2 separate regions of the Rattus norvegicus genome follow, and region 2 is linked to region 1. A link is a contact called in public Hi-C data. All regions are on one chromosome and are shown on one strand. Each heading gives the region's core, a stretch centred on a gene start, on an enhancer-like site or on the middle of the called end of the contact. The rest is flanking DNA. Distances are from core to core; before and after follow the strand shown.

Region 1 (7,625 bases), core at 1,620-4,119:
CTCTAAGCATGAGTGCAAAGCATCCCCAGCCTCAGGGATCCAAGAGTCCTGGGGAGGAAAAGCTTCCATGTCCGGAAGCTTCTTCTCCTTCCTGTGCTTTTTAGGCTTCCTACCAGCTTTGCTTACCTCCTTGGCATGCTTGGAGTCTGGGGAAGTCTTCAGCCCTGAGCCTTGGGAGGCAACCTTTGATAAGGACTTCCGCCTCTTCTTTTTCTTCTCTCTGATGAGGCCTTCTGCTGACTGCTCAAGGACCTGCCTTCTAGGGCTAGGTGACTTTATCTGTCTTGTCCATGTAGGCTCATCCTTGCCCAGGTACTCATCCAAGTGTGTGCTACAGGACTTTTTTTTCTTCTTTCTCTTGCCCAGTGACATCTCAGGGACCTGCACCTCACCCACATTGTTAAAAGGGGATGTAGCCCTTGGAGGAGAAACATCTATGAAGTAATCATTATTGTTTAAGACTGAGTACTGAGTCTCTGGTTCTGAGACATTTGCCACCTTCTTTTTCTTCTTCTTCTTTTTCTTCTTCTCTGGGAGCCGTGGGCCCAGGTCTTCTTTCTGAGTCTTGTTGACCATTACTGAAAAGAAAACCAGAAATAATGCAGTTTATCATTCTACCCAGTCCCAGCCTGTGGTCCCAAAGAAAGGGAAAACAGCTCCCATTCCTTGGGAGCACGAGGAAAGACGGTTAAATGGCAGGAAGTGTAAATGCAGATGGCCCTATATTCAACCCAAAGTCCTCACTCAGCCTACCTCTGGGAATGCCAGTTTCCTTTTCTAGGAGGAAAGAACACATCCATCCTCAAAGAGGTACAAGAGACACTAGAGAAAAGGCTTTGAGCATCTGATTCCTTGTCCACCATCTCCCTGAAACCTCCAGATCTAAATTCAACATATATCCACCAAGCACCTCCCCAAGCCATCACTGCAAGTAGCAGCTGCAATTGAGACTTTCTTTTTAACCAGATGAAGCAGAAACTGCAAGCAGACTTCCACCAGATCCAATACATGGCACAGTGAATGGTCAACCCCTTCCTCATAGTGCTCCTGCTCTAGGTCTAGAAAGGAACGCCCTGTTCCCCAACCTTTACCATCCCAAGCTACCTAAACAACGTGGCAAGGTGAGACAAGCCCCAGCCAGTACTCCAAACACGGGAAAAATGGAAACACCAGTATATTCTTCCTTTGTTTTATACCCTTGGCTTCTCTGGATTCTAGTTTTATCTTCCATACAAAGGTTGAATCAGAAGGTACACGAGTTGGGCTGCCTCTGTCTACAAGACAGTTCCAAGTACTGTCTTCAATTTCAAAGTGAGTGCTGGGCAGTAGTAAGTGGCAATTACACATGGAAGCCTTCATTACCTAGCTCTCCTCAGGAGAACAGAAGTACTTACGACAGACAAGTGGCTGGGGATCCGATATATGGCCTTCACTACGGTCACCAGTACAGCTTTGTTACTCCTTGGACTAGAGACAAAAAATGGGAGGCTTCGAAGGGAAGAGGTGGAAATTAGGAGTCCAGGAGCTTCTCTGTCTTGCACCCCTCCTTGGCTTCAGAGCTAACATTTTCCACAAAGGATTCAGCTTACTCCTGGCAGGCTTGAGTTATACAGTTCAAGTCCATTCACAGCTTGCTTCAGGAGCACATAGGAGAGTCCTGAGCCCTCCCCCACCAATCATTAATCAAGAAAATGCCCCCACAGACATGCCTATAGACCAATTTTATTGGGGCATTTTTTTTCAACTGGAGTTCCTCTTCCCAAATAACTCTAGCTTGTGTCAAGATGACATACCATTAGTATCAAGTTGCCAAGAAAATGTTTGAACAATGGTTTTCCAGCTTGACCAATAGGATAGTAGAGTCAACCCTTGAGGCAGAAGTGGAGTGTGGTTGGGCAGCCGGATGAAACCAGCTGCCTTGGTCAAACTCACCGAACAGGTAGGTGTACATAATGGTCTGAGGCAAGGGACTGACTCTGGCCAACATGGATGATATAAGGGACGGTCATTAGGAAACCGACTGGACCTCAAGACAGACTGACTTTTAGAGGACAGAGAAAGGGGACTCACAAAGGGGAGAAAGATACAAGTCCTGAGAGGATAGTGCCAAGTAAGTCCAAGATTCTACAGGATTGGGGACAGTGATCGAGAGAAATAACCCGGACAAAAATGTCCTAGGCGTCAGCTTAACCCACTTCTTGGCTCTGCCACTCAGCCAACACCAACATCCTCTTTTCCATCCCTGTAACTGAGAAATGGAACCAAACCTACATCACCTGCAAACACATGCTTTTTTCAAAAAGGGTTTGTTTTTGAGACAGAGTTTTACTACACGGCCCGGGTGGTCTGCAGCGCGTGTTCCTCCTGCCTCAGCATCTCGCGTGCCGGGGTAATAGACGTGGGCCACTATGCCCGGTGTTAAGACACTTTTAAAATCTCGCGGTAGCCACGGATAGGGTTAGTGTGACCAATAAACCTCACAGCCCTCAAAGACGTTAATTTACTAGGTCTCAAAGCCAGCAAGGTGCAAAACACGGACTCGAGCCCAGAGGAACGTGTCCTGTCCTCACCAACCGCAGGCTGCTTCCTAGCCAGGATTATCCCTAGGCCTACTCCAAGGCGGGAAGGCTTGGAGAGAAACCGAGGGCTGCGGGCGAGTTTGGGGTGACTGATGTTTGCTTTTTCCTCTCCCCCAGCATGTAGGCCCTTCTCCCGGCCCGCACCAGACACCCGCACTCACCTGGTCTATTAGCAGGCCAAGCATCCCCACGTGAGCACCCGCGCAGCCGCGACCCGGAAGTCAGCTTCGAATTTCTGGCCCGCCCCCTCGAAATCGTTCTCCTTCCGGGTCGCAGCTTCGCGGCGCCCTGGGTTGCTGTAGAAACGGCGTCCATGGCCGTGCCTAGACAAGCATCCAGCCTCAGCGTGCTGCGTGAGGAGACGGGAGGCGCTGCGGACTCGCCGGTCACTACACGAATGCCCGGGCTCGCAGGGTCGCCTGGGTCCCCCGAAGTTCTCGTGTTACCCGCGCAGGTCGCCGAGCCTCCGGGGAAGAACCTGTGGGAGCAGATCTGCGAGGGTAGGCGGCCGCGGCTGGCCGGACCCGGCGGGACGCGGGCGGGATCTGCGGGAACGCGCGTTCCTAGCCTCTGTGCGCCAGGCGGGTGACGCGAGCCGGTGCACTAGCCGAGCCTTCGACCCACACGTGGAGAAACAGGCTGGTGTGTGTCTTGGATTTCGGTGTGACCACAGACAACAGGCCTGCAGAAGGAAACCGAGTCAGAGTGTTGCGTGGTGTGGAGCTTCGCGGTGAGCTTCAGGGTAGAGACCGGGACTGCCCGCAGATCGTCCGAGAGGAATCAGGGAATAAATGAACTCTGTAGATAGGCTCCGGTAATTCCAGTGTAGGACCACTCAGGAAGTATTTTGGTGTGGACAAGTAGATTTTGATATCTTCTTGCCCCCAAGCCTTTCTAGGTTCCGACAAACCCTGGCTAGATCACTTGTTCCTTTGTAGTCCTTGAACCTTGCTCATAGGGTCTTGTAATAGTCTTACAGTGGGCATAACAATGGTACCTATGTCGTGGTGTTAGGAGGTAGAACCACGTAGTCACAGATCCTTGGTTACAGGAAGAGTTTAGTCCTTCATTCCAAAGCCTTCAGCTCTCAAAGTCAGAGACACAGATTTATTCATAATACGTCCAGCTGTCTGTTCCTTCTCCCTTTTCCTCTCTTGTTTTTGTGGACTGCAGACTGGTCGCAAGCTCAGAATCCTGCCTCAGCCTGGATTTCAACTACTGGAAGATTTTCATTCTTGTTGCATTAGCTTTCCAATACAGCACTAAATAGAATCAATAATAACCTGTGGTGTTAAATATGTTTAGGTTGTGATTTGGGACTAGCAGAGTCGAAGAAACAAATATCTTATTTCACTTAATTTTGATAAATTTAAATAGCAAATATACAGCTACTTTATGAAACAGTAAAAGTTTAATGAATGGAAACAGTGAATTTGCCAGTGTACTAAGTACTAAGGGAAGAGAGGTGACTTGGAAGAAATGGAGAGTTCAGAGGAAGGAGAGAGTAGAGTAAGTTAATACTCCTACACCACAGGGCTTGCTTTCCTTCTTCACTGCAACATTTGCTTTGGAGGACAGGTTTCATCCTGATGTTCTTGTAAGTTCCACCCTCAGGGTTCTTACCTGAGGAACTAATTTACAGCAATATTTGGATGTATATATATTTACTGTCTTTTAACCAGAGAATTCATTTTTCCAAGCCACTAGAGCTTCATAGTACAGTTCATTGTACAGTTTGATACTTTTCTCACTGCTGTGAAAAGTATCTGACAAAAGCAACTCAGGGCCTTATGTTGGCTCACAGTTTGAGGGTATAGTACATCATCCCAGTGGGAGCTCCTGGTCCACAACTAGGAAGCAGAGAGAGATGGTTTCTGGGGCTCAATTCATTTTTATTCAGTTCAGGACCCCCAGCTCGCAGCAGTGGTGCTGCTTAATCAAGTTGGCAATATCACAAGTAGTTTTGGAGAAGGTGCTCTTTGTGGGGGATAATTCCTACCTCACAAGGCTATAGTGGGAACCAAATGAGAATGTCTGAGAAGATGCTCTGGATTTTGAAAGACTCAAGACATGGTCATAAATATTGATAAAAAAACTTGTCTTCTGTTGTGGAGTCAGTTTCTGTGGGGTGTGTCATGTGTGGGTAAAAGCAAGGACAGGGAGTTTTGGTGCTCTCTGAAAAGCAAGAGAATTGATGCCACTTGTTTACAAAATAATAGCTGTTGAGCAATGAGGTAAGGGTGACTGACTGAATGTTTATACAAGGCTACCGCAATGTCGACCTAGATGACTCTCCTAGTTATTCTTCTGTTGCTGTGATGAAACACTGACCAAAGGCACCATGGGGAGGAAAGGATTTATTTCAGTTCACAGGTTCTAGTCTACAGTTGAGGAACACCAACACAGGGACTCAGAGAAAGAACCTGGAGTAGCCACCATGAAAGAAATACTACTTACTGGCTGGCTCCCCTGGCTCTTACTAAGCCAGTTTTTCTTACATAACCCAGGACCACCTTCCCAGTGCTTGTACTGCCCACATCAATGAACAGTCAAGAAAACACCCACCGAGATGCCCACACAGGCCAGTAGGTTTGAAGCAGTCCACCAGTCGGGATTCCCTTGGATAACTCTGGTCTGTGTCAAGTTGACAGCTGAAGCTAACTGGAAGAATGAATAATCTAATTCTTACACCTAGAAGCATAGGTTTGTACAGTAAGCCTGTAGGAAGTATGTTCAGCTTCTCAGAGAAAGTATGATGCTGGGTGTATAATGTACATCTTTAAGCCTGGCACGTGAGGAGCCGACGCTGGAAGACCCAGAGTTTGAGGCCATCCTGGGCTACATAGACTCTCTCCAAAGAGGCAAGAAAAAGGGCAGGGAGAAAAAAAAAGTGTATATGCTTTCTGGTAATTTTATCCCTGAAGTTATTACACTCTATTAGGAAAAAACTATTAAAAAATTATCACAGCCAGTAGGCCTGACAGAAACTCAATTTCATGAAAGCAAGGCATAGCATCAGTAAGTGTCTAACTTAACTCCTTTCTCCTCCCTGGTTCATGCTGCTGCTGTGTGTGTACCTGCCTGCCTATCCGATAACTTATTTATAGATGTTCTTCATGATGAAGGACATTTTAGCAACGACCAAAGCCTTTGTATCCTCAACATTGTTTGTATCAGTATTAATAATAAACTTCCTTCCAGTCCTTCTAATTAAATCGTAGAGTGGTTTGCGATGTTAATGGTTTTAAACATTAGAGGCTCCTTGTTTCCTAGTTTCACACTGCTGTGATTACTGCTATCAATCTCCTCTTGCTGTCCTTGGCTCATCAATTAATCACTCTCCAGCTCAGGAGCCCTGATGTTGTTAGAAAGTAGGTCCTTCATCCACTGATCAGATCCCAGCATGGGTCAACTCTGAATGAATTCTTCTTCCTCTAGCAGACCAACTGAGCAAGCCAGGGAAAATGACATCAACCAGCTCTGGGGTCTGCTCATCAATCAATGTTCATCAACATCTTCTCTCACCTCCCACATCTACTGGTCCGAGTTTCAGCCCAAATAAATAGTCCTGCCACTTAGCACAGGACACATTTACTGAGAAGATGCCCGCAGTTGGGAGTGGGCAAGAAATCCAACTTCTTTATACCAACACACATTTAACACATATCTTTAACCTCTCAGTACTTGGAAGGTGATCTGTGTAAGTCTGAGGCCATCCTGGTCTACAGAGCAAGCCCCAAGCCAGCCAGGCCAACATAGTTAGACCCTGTCTGCAAACAAAAAACACCAACACGCACTCGATCCATAAACACAGGAAGGCATGTCTTGCTACTCATGGCCCAGTGCTCTCTCTGGGCTTTGGTCTTGTTATTCTCAGGACTCAGTCTATCACTTCCTCCTCTCCATGTTGCCATATTTCACATCTCTGCTAGCTTTTCTCTTCACACACCCTGATCTGTGATCACAGGAGACAGCCCGATTTTGAGTCCATCTTCCACCTTTTCTTTGTTCGTTAAGTCAGGCTTCTTGAAGGTACACAGTACCTCTTTCACACCACTTCCATACCCACTGCCTTTTCAACCCAGAGTAGAGTAGCCTCCACCCTACTTCCCTAGGTGATAGTTCCCCTGTCTCAGTCACAAGTATCTACTGATGCTGGAAACTTCCATATTGGGTCACACATGACTCAGTATTAAACACCACTGGCTTAACCTTCCACCTCAGGGAATGCACCACTTTTTATTCAGATAGATACCCAGTCCATAAGTACAGTTTATCTTAACTGCCTCCATTGCCATGAACCCTAAATTCATTCAGCACCCCTTGAATGCTATATAAAATGATATCCATTCCTACCATGTTCCTGCATGACCTTCACTTGGACCTGACTGGAACAATGAGGGATTGAAGAAAAGACAGAGGTAGGACATTCTGGGCTCTCTGCTGCAGAAACCTTAGCTTCCAGAAGCTCAGCATGTTTATAAAGTTGAACACAGAGGAGAGGTTCTTACAGATAAACAAGGAGCCAAAGTCTATGGTATAGAGCCAAATCAAGAAGAGGTTTAACAGTCTCAGTAGGAGCACTCCCTGTAGGGAGACAGTCTTCAAGCTGTGAACATCTAGTGGAAGAATGACGCATTATCAACAACCACGCTGAGCACAGGGGAAGAATCTGCCATTTCCCTCCAATCTTCCCTCGTAGGGAGAAGGCTTTGTCATTTACTCCCTGGGTCTGAGGATCTGGTATTCTGCCTGCATAAATAGCACACACTCCTACATGACTTTGTTCACTCTGGGCTTCCTCTGCTGTCAGCCCCAGTTGTTCTTAGACTAAGGTTCATTCTGTACACATATAACATTAAGTTCCTCTAATCAGTGAATCTGAGTTAAACTCTTGGGTAATAGAAACATTATAAGCTTCATGAACAGCACACCCAATTTTCTTAAGCACTTACAGTAACAGGTCAGAGAAAACAGGCAATTTTCTTAAAGCACTTAAAATTTTAATTGAGTAGCTTGGGGGTAGACTACTTACTTGCTTAGAAT
Region 2 (7,625 bases), core at 2,363-4,862, 140 kb after region 1:
AGGCGTCAAGCCTTCTGATGGGAACAGGAGTCCTCAGTGTGAGACTCACTGTCAAGGTTGAACTCAGGCCAGTGACCCTGAAACCAGCCAGGGCTAGTAGGTATTCAGAGCCAAAGCTGCTGGAGACCACACACCAGGCCTTCTCCTGGGAGGTAGGATCCCCTCCCTCTGGTTCTACCATAGGGATGGAAAAACAAAATGTCCCAAATTGCCCTGAAACCCTTCTGACCAGGATCAACCCTTGGCTACCAGCAGGGTTCCAAAGAGACCATTCTTCCTGCTATGCCAGGCAGGCAGAATCTGAACCAGTGTATAGGTGGTGGGGGAAAAAAGACAAACGAGCAAATAGGGGTTGGGGACAGGGGTTGGGGGTGGGGGTGGGGGAGGTACAGAGAGTTTTCCCAGCCCCAGTTTACTTCATGGTTCAGGTCCCGTCTGAATACCTGCCACAGTTTACTCTCCTCAGACTCCAAGATCTCAACGGAATGGCAGTCCAATAGAACTGTGTGGCGTTGGTGTTACTTAAGTTCTCTGAACCTTGGCCCTTCCTCTGTAAGGTGAAGATGGCTGTGCTAGTAGCATGAGGTCCGTGTGGAAAGTCCTCTGCACAGAGGAAGTAGGGGTGCTGGCTGGCTAAGAAGGCACTCAAGAGTCCCATTGCCCTGTTGGGACCATGAAGGCAACGAGGACAAGCCACCTGGCCAGAGGCTTCACAGAATCTAATGACCAGGTTAGGACACACTTTTCCCAGCTTCCGACCTCAGGGCCTTTCCACTGCATCCCAGTCCTGGCCCCATGTCTGGCAGAAGTCCAAGTTGAGGCTGGAAGGCAGTCTCTCTTGAACCCCAGCATTACACTCCGTCCAGTCTTACTCCCCTGGAACCCGGGTGTGTTTCCTGCTTGCTAGTTTAAACTGTTACAAGGTTTCCTGACATTAAATTCTTTCCCAGACTCAAACTGTCTCTGTCTGCCTCTGATATCTTTTCCAAGTTACAAAGTGTCATCATCTTCACTGCCTTGTGCTGACTAGACTCGGGCCTCTTTGGGGCTCTCAACTCTACAGACCCTTTTAGTTTAGTAACTTAGGGCAGCAGGAACATCAGCTGTTCAAGCCATGAATATGCAAAGCAGCCTTGGGGCCTGTAAATAAAAGCAACCATTTAAATGCAAATTGCAGCCTAGGCTGCCTGAACCTCAGTCTAGGATCCTTGGTGCAGTTCTGAGGCAAAAGCGTGACTAACTGGGAATCCCCAGCAAGCTCAATGCTGAAACAGAGGTCTTGTACCCCAGGTGGGGGGCTCCCTAGGGTAGATCAGAACTGTCTAGAAGCAGGAGGTGGATATTAAGAAACCCAAGCCACCCCTTCAATTAGCTCACATGGCTCTCTGGGGCTTAAAGCAGTGCTCCAGGCTGGATCCACAGCCCAGACTCCCTGAACCACACAGCATCCCTGCAAGCAGAGAGAAGGGAGGTGCCGTCTATCTGTCTCCTTGTGGAGGTCAATGAAGCTTTTACAATCGCACCCTGTTGGACTAGAGAACCCTCCAAGGGTTCAGTGGCTCCTAACAGAATAAATTCTAAATATCTTCCCATGGCTCCAAAGACCAGGATCTGTCCAGTGCCTTCCATCCCCCCTCTCTTACCCCTAAATCCACCTATGCACTCAGCTACAATGACCTTTGTGTCTGTTCCTCCAAATTATTCTCATCTCCAACCTTCTCCGGCCTGGATGCCCTCCCCTGTCTCAAATCGCCCCTTTCAGTGGAGGCCCCCTTCTTGCTGGGTCCACTAAAAAACGCCACTCATAAATCCTGGTCACTTTATTTTCCAGGCTGCCCTGTCCCAGCAGGTGTAGTATGAGGTGGTATTTATTTCCTCCATTAGAGTTTCTTCATCTACTTCTCTGCACACTTCCTTGCCCCCCAAATCTAGATCTACTCATTTTATACAAGATATTTCCTTAGCAGTCGGTTATGTATACACCACATGTGTTGAAAACAAACAAACGAACAAACAAACAAACCAATAAAGATTAGAGTCTATCTTTATAAAGAAAGTCCTCTTCTTGGCTGCCTGGGCCCCAAACTTTTAACTCCTTCCCATCCCCTCTTCTCCTCTTCCTACCCTTTTTAGACTTAGACGCGAAGGGATCAGGGAAACAATGTTCATAGCCCAGATAGAAAACCAGCCTGGAGGAGGGTTTCCAACCAACAGATGCAAATTTGCATTCTATTTACATGTCATTTGCATGCAGTTTAACTCCAAGTGCGGTTATTCCCAAAGCTCTGAGTGCCCACCGAAGAAACTTAGGAAATAACGTTCTGAAGTGCTGTGTGTGGAGGGTGTGCTTGGCCTCTCCTGCATTCTCGTCTTTGTGGGTACCCCCGGAGCTTTCTGGACGCTGTTCAGGTGCCCCCACCCCGGCGCAGTCGGGCGGCCGATGCGGCGCGTGTGCTGGGGCCCCAGGCGGGGACGATGGTGCCCGCCACACTCCCCGGGCCTTTGTCCCTCTTCCAAAGAGCCGCCCCTTTGGCGAACAGAAGAAGGGGAGAACTGGCTAGGCGTGGGTCTGACTGAGCAAGAACAGGGGAATGAGCCCTCTGTTCTGGGGGCGTCCTCTGGGGCAAGGTCGGTGGGCCGATCCGAAGCTGTTTAAACAGCTACCTCCAGCCAAGGAGGGGTGCGGGATCCTTGTCTGGGCTCATCTCTCCCTCTGGGCCCATGAAATGTGTGGGGTCCTATGGGCTTCAAGCCTCAGTCCGCTAGAAGGGGGAGGGGGCGATTCTCTGAGTAGTCCTTACCCCTAGCCTGGCTGCTTTCCTCAGAGGCTCAAATGCCCTCGCCTGGGATAGAAATTCTTCCGCTTCACGGTAATCAGCGGTCCCTGCATTTCCAGCCCACTATTTGTCCCCCAGCTTCAGATTTCCTCCCCGTGGTGCCTGCCCTCTCGCGCCTTTTTCCAAGAGTGCGGAGCCACTGCGGGCTGCAAGCTGGGTCCCCCAGACCCTGCGGCAGGTGAGGTTTCACGTCTCCAAAGGCCATGTCTGCGTAGTTCAGGACCAGCATCCTGGCTGCCCTAGCACCCAACTAACCGCCAGGCCCCTGGAACCTGCCTGCGATGCCCCTCACAGGGGTCACTAGCACAGGACCGGATTCCCCTTTATTCCCTGCTGCCTGTAGCCTGTCGTCACCCGGGACCATGCCCAGAGCCTTGGCTTCTACCGTGGATCCCCTACCAGATAAAGGTTCCCAAACCCCTGCCCTCTGTCGGTCCTCTGCGGCTCTTTTCCCGCCGCACTGTGTCAACCCTCACTTGAACCCCATAGCTTCTCCTGCTGATGTACCCCGAGGAGGGAGAACAGAAAAAGCAAGAGCCGGGATCCTCTCCGGAGCTTCTCAAATCCACGGCGGGAAAAGTTTCTGGGGTCCCTGCGGCGCCCTCCCCTTGACCGCGCTAGCTGGTACTCACCGACCCTCGCGTCCCCGCAGCGCCGACGCTTCTGCTGGCCCTGGGCCCAAGTCACATCTCTGCAACGCGCCCGCGGCCCCCGCTCTGCGCGCACGCCCGCCAGCCGAGCCCGCCTCACTGCATCGCCCTTCCGAGCTGCGGCCGCGCGAGGCGCCCCCTGGCCCGGCCCGCGCTGCAGCAGCCACGGCCCCGCCCCTCCGATAGGCTCCGCCCCATCAGGCCCCGCCCCGGCCGGTCTGCAGCTCTGCTCAACCTAGGACCGGAGCCGCAGCTAGCCCGCAACCCCAGGCGCCTGTTGTTCAGAGCGCTAAGACGCCTTTCTCATCCAAACCTCCGGTGTCCCAAATTCGAGGAAATCTCCCTGTTAAGGGTCCAGACGCACAGTTGCTCAGATTGATCTGTTTGTAGAAACATCCTCAGCCACATACGACGCAATATTCCCGTGGGGGTCCTAGAGTGGCACTCCCCAAACAGTAGGTCCTGGACTCAGACAAGGTCTCACTGCATGCGTTCTAAAGTCACCAAAGCCTCGCTGTGATGCCCTTAGGCAGGTCCCCGCCGAGCACATTCTCTATCCTCTTCCACCCCGCTCCAGCCCGCCCTTTTTAAGCACACTGAACCCAGCACCGGTATCCTTGGCCATCCCAAATGTGAACGTCACCACGGTGACCTCCTCATATTGGTCCGTGTATATGATCGCCACCATCTCTCACACGTCATTCACATACGCACACATCTGCCACTCTCTTAGGCACAGATACCCAGAGAGACCAGATTCTGGCTGTGCTTTGCACTTACGCTCAGGGCACAGATACCGCCAGTGACCATAGAGCAGGCATCGGACATATATGCAGGAGGGGGGTCTAGGACATCCATCACCTCTGAGGTCAGCACTATCTAGATTAGGTTAGGGAGACTGTGCTTCGGCATCCCCTGTAGCAAGCTGGTAGTCTCAGATCGTTCTTCGCCTTTTCTTAGTCTCTCAAAGTCCTTTTATCTCTTTCTTCAAGTCGGTTTTCTTCGGGTCAGGCCACATACAGCTTGGTCATGCGTCTCTGAATATTTTTTTCTTTTTAAGGACACATAAAAGGGACGTGCTCCTAGGACACAGCCCTTACCCTATGCTTGCCGAGATGTCTCCTTACCAGAAACAGGGCTTGGTACACAGTAGGCATTCATTAAATGTTTTGCAGGACAAGGTCTTCCCAAGCCGGTACTGGTCAGACTCCGGACCTGGAACGTGGATGGGCACTGCCCCCTGGTGGTGCTTTGAGGAACTGACGCCGACAGCTTCTAAACTTTTGCCTTCCTAAGTCTTCCAGGCCTCAACTGTATAACCCAGACTATTTTAAAATGTGACCACTGGGGTACACCTGGAACACATTGTAAAGTTCTCCGCACAGGCATCTGGCCGTGAAAAGTCCCATTCAGTGTTGGGTGAGAAACTTCTGGGTCCATGTCCCAGTGGTTCAACTACTGTCATTTCCAGGGTCAGACAGCATCCCAGAGGAGCTTCAAGTCCTTAAAGAGACTGCTGGGTCTGCAGGCTTGGAGAGAACAGTACCAGGATCTCCCAAGGGTGACATCCATCTAGTGAGTGACCAACTTATGTGCTCACATGCTCAGCCTACTTCTGGCTGACCAAAGAAATAAGAAACTGCAAACCAAGTAGTTTCCCTGGTTCAACTTGTCACCTCAAAAATGATAAGGGCTGGGAGCCTCCCAGTGATGCTCACTCTGTGAGACTTTGTCTGTTGGTGTCTCCTGCCACACTGGAACTCAGTACCATCCAATCTGCTCTATCCAGCCCTTGAGCGCTTTCCCGGGGACTGCCACCATTGTGCAGTTAAGTGTTGTTTCTAGCGGCTATAAGTGCACAGTGCATCTGATGCTAAAAACTTAGTGCTTTGGAGGTTGGGAGCTGAATCTTGATGGTGGAGTCCTGTCATAGCATGCAGGAAGCCATGGGTTTGATTCCTGACTCTTCATCAACCATGTGTGGAGGTGTACAGCTCTAATCTCGGCTCCCAGCTGATGGAGGCAGGAGGGTCTGAAACTGAAAGTCATCCTCAGTTAATAGAGGCCCAGTTAGACTTCTCTGGAGTGTGGGGTGCAGGGGATCCATGTGACATGTCCATCTCCTGCCCACGAGGAGGGGTATGTCTCACTAAGTATTTGTTGGGCAAAAGAATAATTAAATTCCAGCTTTGCCTTCCCATATAAGGCATGGCTGTCTTGTACCAGGCCTTTGAGGATGCTCTTTACTCTGCAAGCTAGTAGATCATCTCCCAGATTAATGTGTTGCCCATGGCTACCTATCCCTGTGGACATTTTGGCTTTATTTGTGGGATTTCTGGAATTGTCTGTATCCCGAGTGTGACAAGCAAAGGCTTGGAAGGGGGGTGTTAAGAAGTCTAGAAGTCTAAGGGGGTGATTGGGACAGAGGCAAGACTCAAATCTGGTTGGCTATATCTCACTCCCTTGCAGGTGATATGTCTGGAAACACACATCTTGAAGGTGGGGATGGGGTCAGCTGCCTGAGAGGCATTTTCAGTGCCTTTTGTGTTCCAATGAGAAGACAAAACCCTCAATAGGGTCCTGTACATGTTCCCTTACTGGTGGTGCTTGTTGGAGGAGGTTATGGTGTCTGATGCATCCCTGATAGAGGATTACATCACTAGGGGGCAGATCTGGAAGTTTATAACCTCACCCTGCTTTCCAGTTTGTTCCATCTGCTTCCTGTTTACAGCTGAGATGTGACTTCTCCGCTTCCTGCTCCTGTGACTATGCCTTTCCCACCACCAAGTCCTCTGGAACAATTAGCCAAACTCATTTTCTTTACATTTCTAGGTCATGGTATTTTATCAAAGCAACAGAAAAGGGACCAATTCAGTGTCCCTCTAAGTGTTCTAGACACAGGACTTCAGAGTCTGCTAAGTATCAGAGCCTGTGCCAACCACGGCTAGAGGCTTTTGGCTGGGCATGGAATCTTGCTCTAGGGTTACAACATCTCTGAAAGAGGTGGACTTATTTCTACTGCAGGCTTGCAGGGAACCCTGACTGGGTTAAAAGAAGCTCAGGCTCCCCAGAGACTCCAACACTTGATTCTGGACTCTCCTCTTAGGAAAACCCTCAGATTAAGTTTTGGAGTGAGCCGCCAGGAACTCTGACAATCAAACTTGAGATACATTGATGCTACTGTTCCTCTGTTTTGTGCTCATGGCAGACATAACCAATTGATGTACTTTTTCATGGATTATTTTGCCTTTGGTCTATGACTTTTGTTATCCATTATACTGAAAGACCCCCAGACTTGGGGAGACTCTCGCTCCAGTCACGGGTTGAGGTACCCCCAGGAAACACGAGAAGCCGGTCTTGATGTAATCAACAAGAGGCAGTTTTATTTACGAGATCTCGGGCTGACACGTATCTCACACAGGAGATTGAGTCAAGCCCCGAGCCTCTCTAGGCAGGAGCTTATATAGGGAAAACCAGGGGTTTCGTGTGAATACACATAATTGGCTAATACAAAGGGTGCACAGTTACTTTTGGCACGGAGTTACATCAACAAAGCATACGTGTAATCTAGCATCTCAGCAATGTGGGCAGGGCAACTCATCTCACTGCAGCAGGGGGATGACCCATCCTCAGGGAGTGAAGGAAGGGGAGGGGGTGGCTCCAGATGGCCAGTGTCCATGGGAGTTGATCGTCGGGCCAGTGAGCCCTATCTCAAATTCTCTCAGGCATGTCTGGACTTTGTTCATGACTAACTTTTAGAAATTTTAACCCTTCATTCCCCTCTACTCCTTGTGAATAGTCCTAATCTTAGGACTCCATGATGAATCTAGCGTCTAGTGGCTCTTCACTCTGTACAGCCCGATACTGTTGTCTCAACATAAGGACTTGTATAGCACTAATCCGTTCCCTAATAAAAGCAAAAAGGCGGTTAATGATGTAGGGCCCAACAATACATGAGACTTAGTTACTCCAGTTGGATGTCCCCAGAGATGTCTGCATGTAGCATCAACTTTCGTTGCCTTTCCAGTTCGACTCTCATATGTCCACTAAATGGCTTGGAGTAGATTGATCATGGCCTTGTGGCTATCTCCAAGCTGTCAGGAAACATTTAAATGAAATAAAAATAGCTGTGACACAA

What was found. A called contact is a pair of places that touch in the nucleus more often than the background predicts.
Region 2: a Hi-C map of prefrontal cortex shows a contact between it and region 1, with 5 times the contacts expected there. The contact joins the promoter of Gprc5b here to the promoter of Iqck in region 1. A contact is called at or near these places in 6 of 12 Hi-C or Micro-C datasets (Schwann cells, frontal cortex, kidney and 3 more) and 1 of 1 datasets of contacts at active chromatin or transcription factors (oligodendrocytes).

What each region holds. Positions count from the first base shown.
Region 1 is chr1:182,627,809-182,635,433 of GRCr8, forward strand. Iqck (IQ motif containing K) reads left to right here and starts at 2,870. Exons shown (of 9, transcript NM_001401714.1): 1 at 2,870-3,079. The coding sequence starts at 2,893. Knop1 (lysine-rich nucleolar protein 1) reads right to left here and starts at 2,802. Exons shown (of 5, transcript NM_001399775.1): 1 at 2,741-2,802; 2 at 1-578. The coding sequence starts at 576.
Region 2 is chr1:182,768,664-182,776,288 of GRCr8, forward strand. Gprc5b (G protein-coupled receptor, class C, group 5, member B) reads right to left here and starts at 3,613. Exons shown (of 4, transcript NM_001398762.1): 1 at 3,470-3,613. LOC102550985 (a long non-coding RNA gene) reads left to right here. Exons shown (of 5, transcript XR_010063143.1): 2 at 1-152.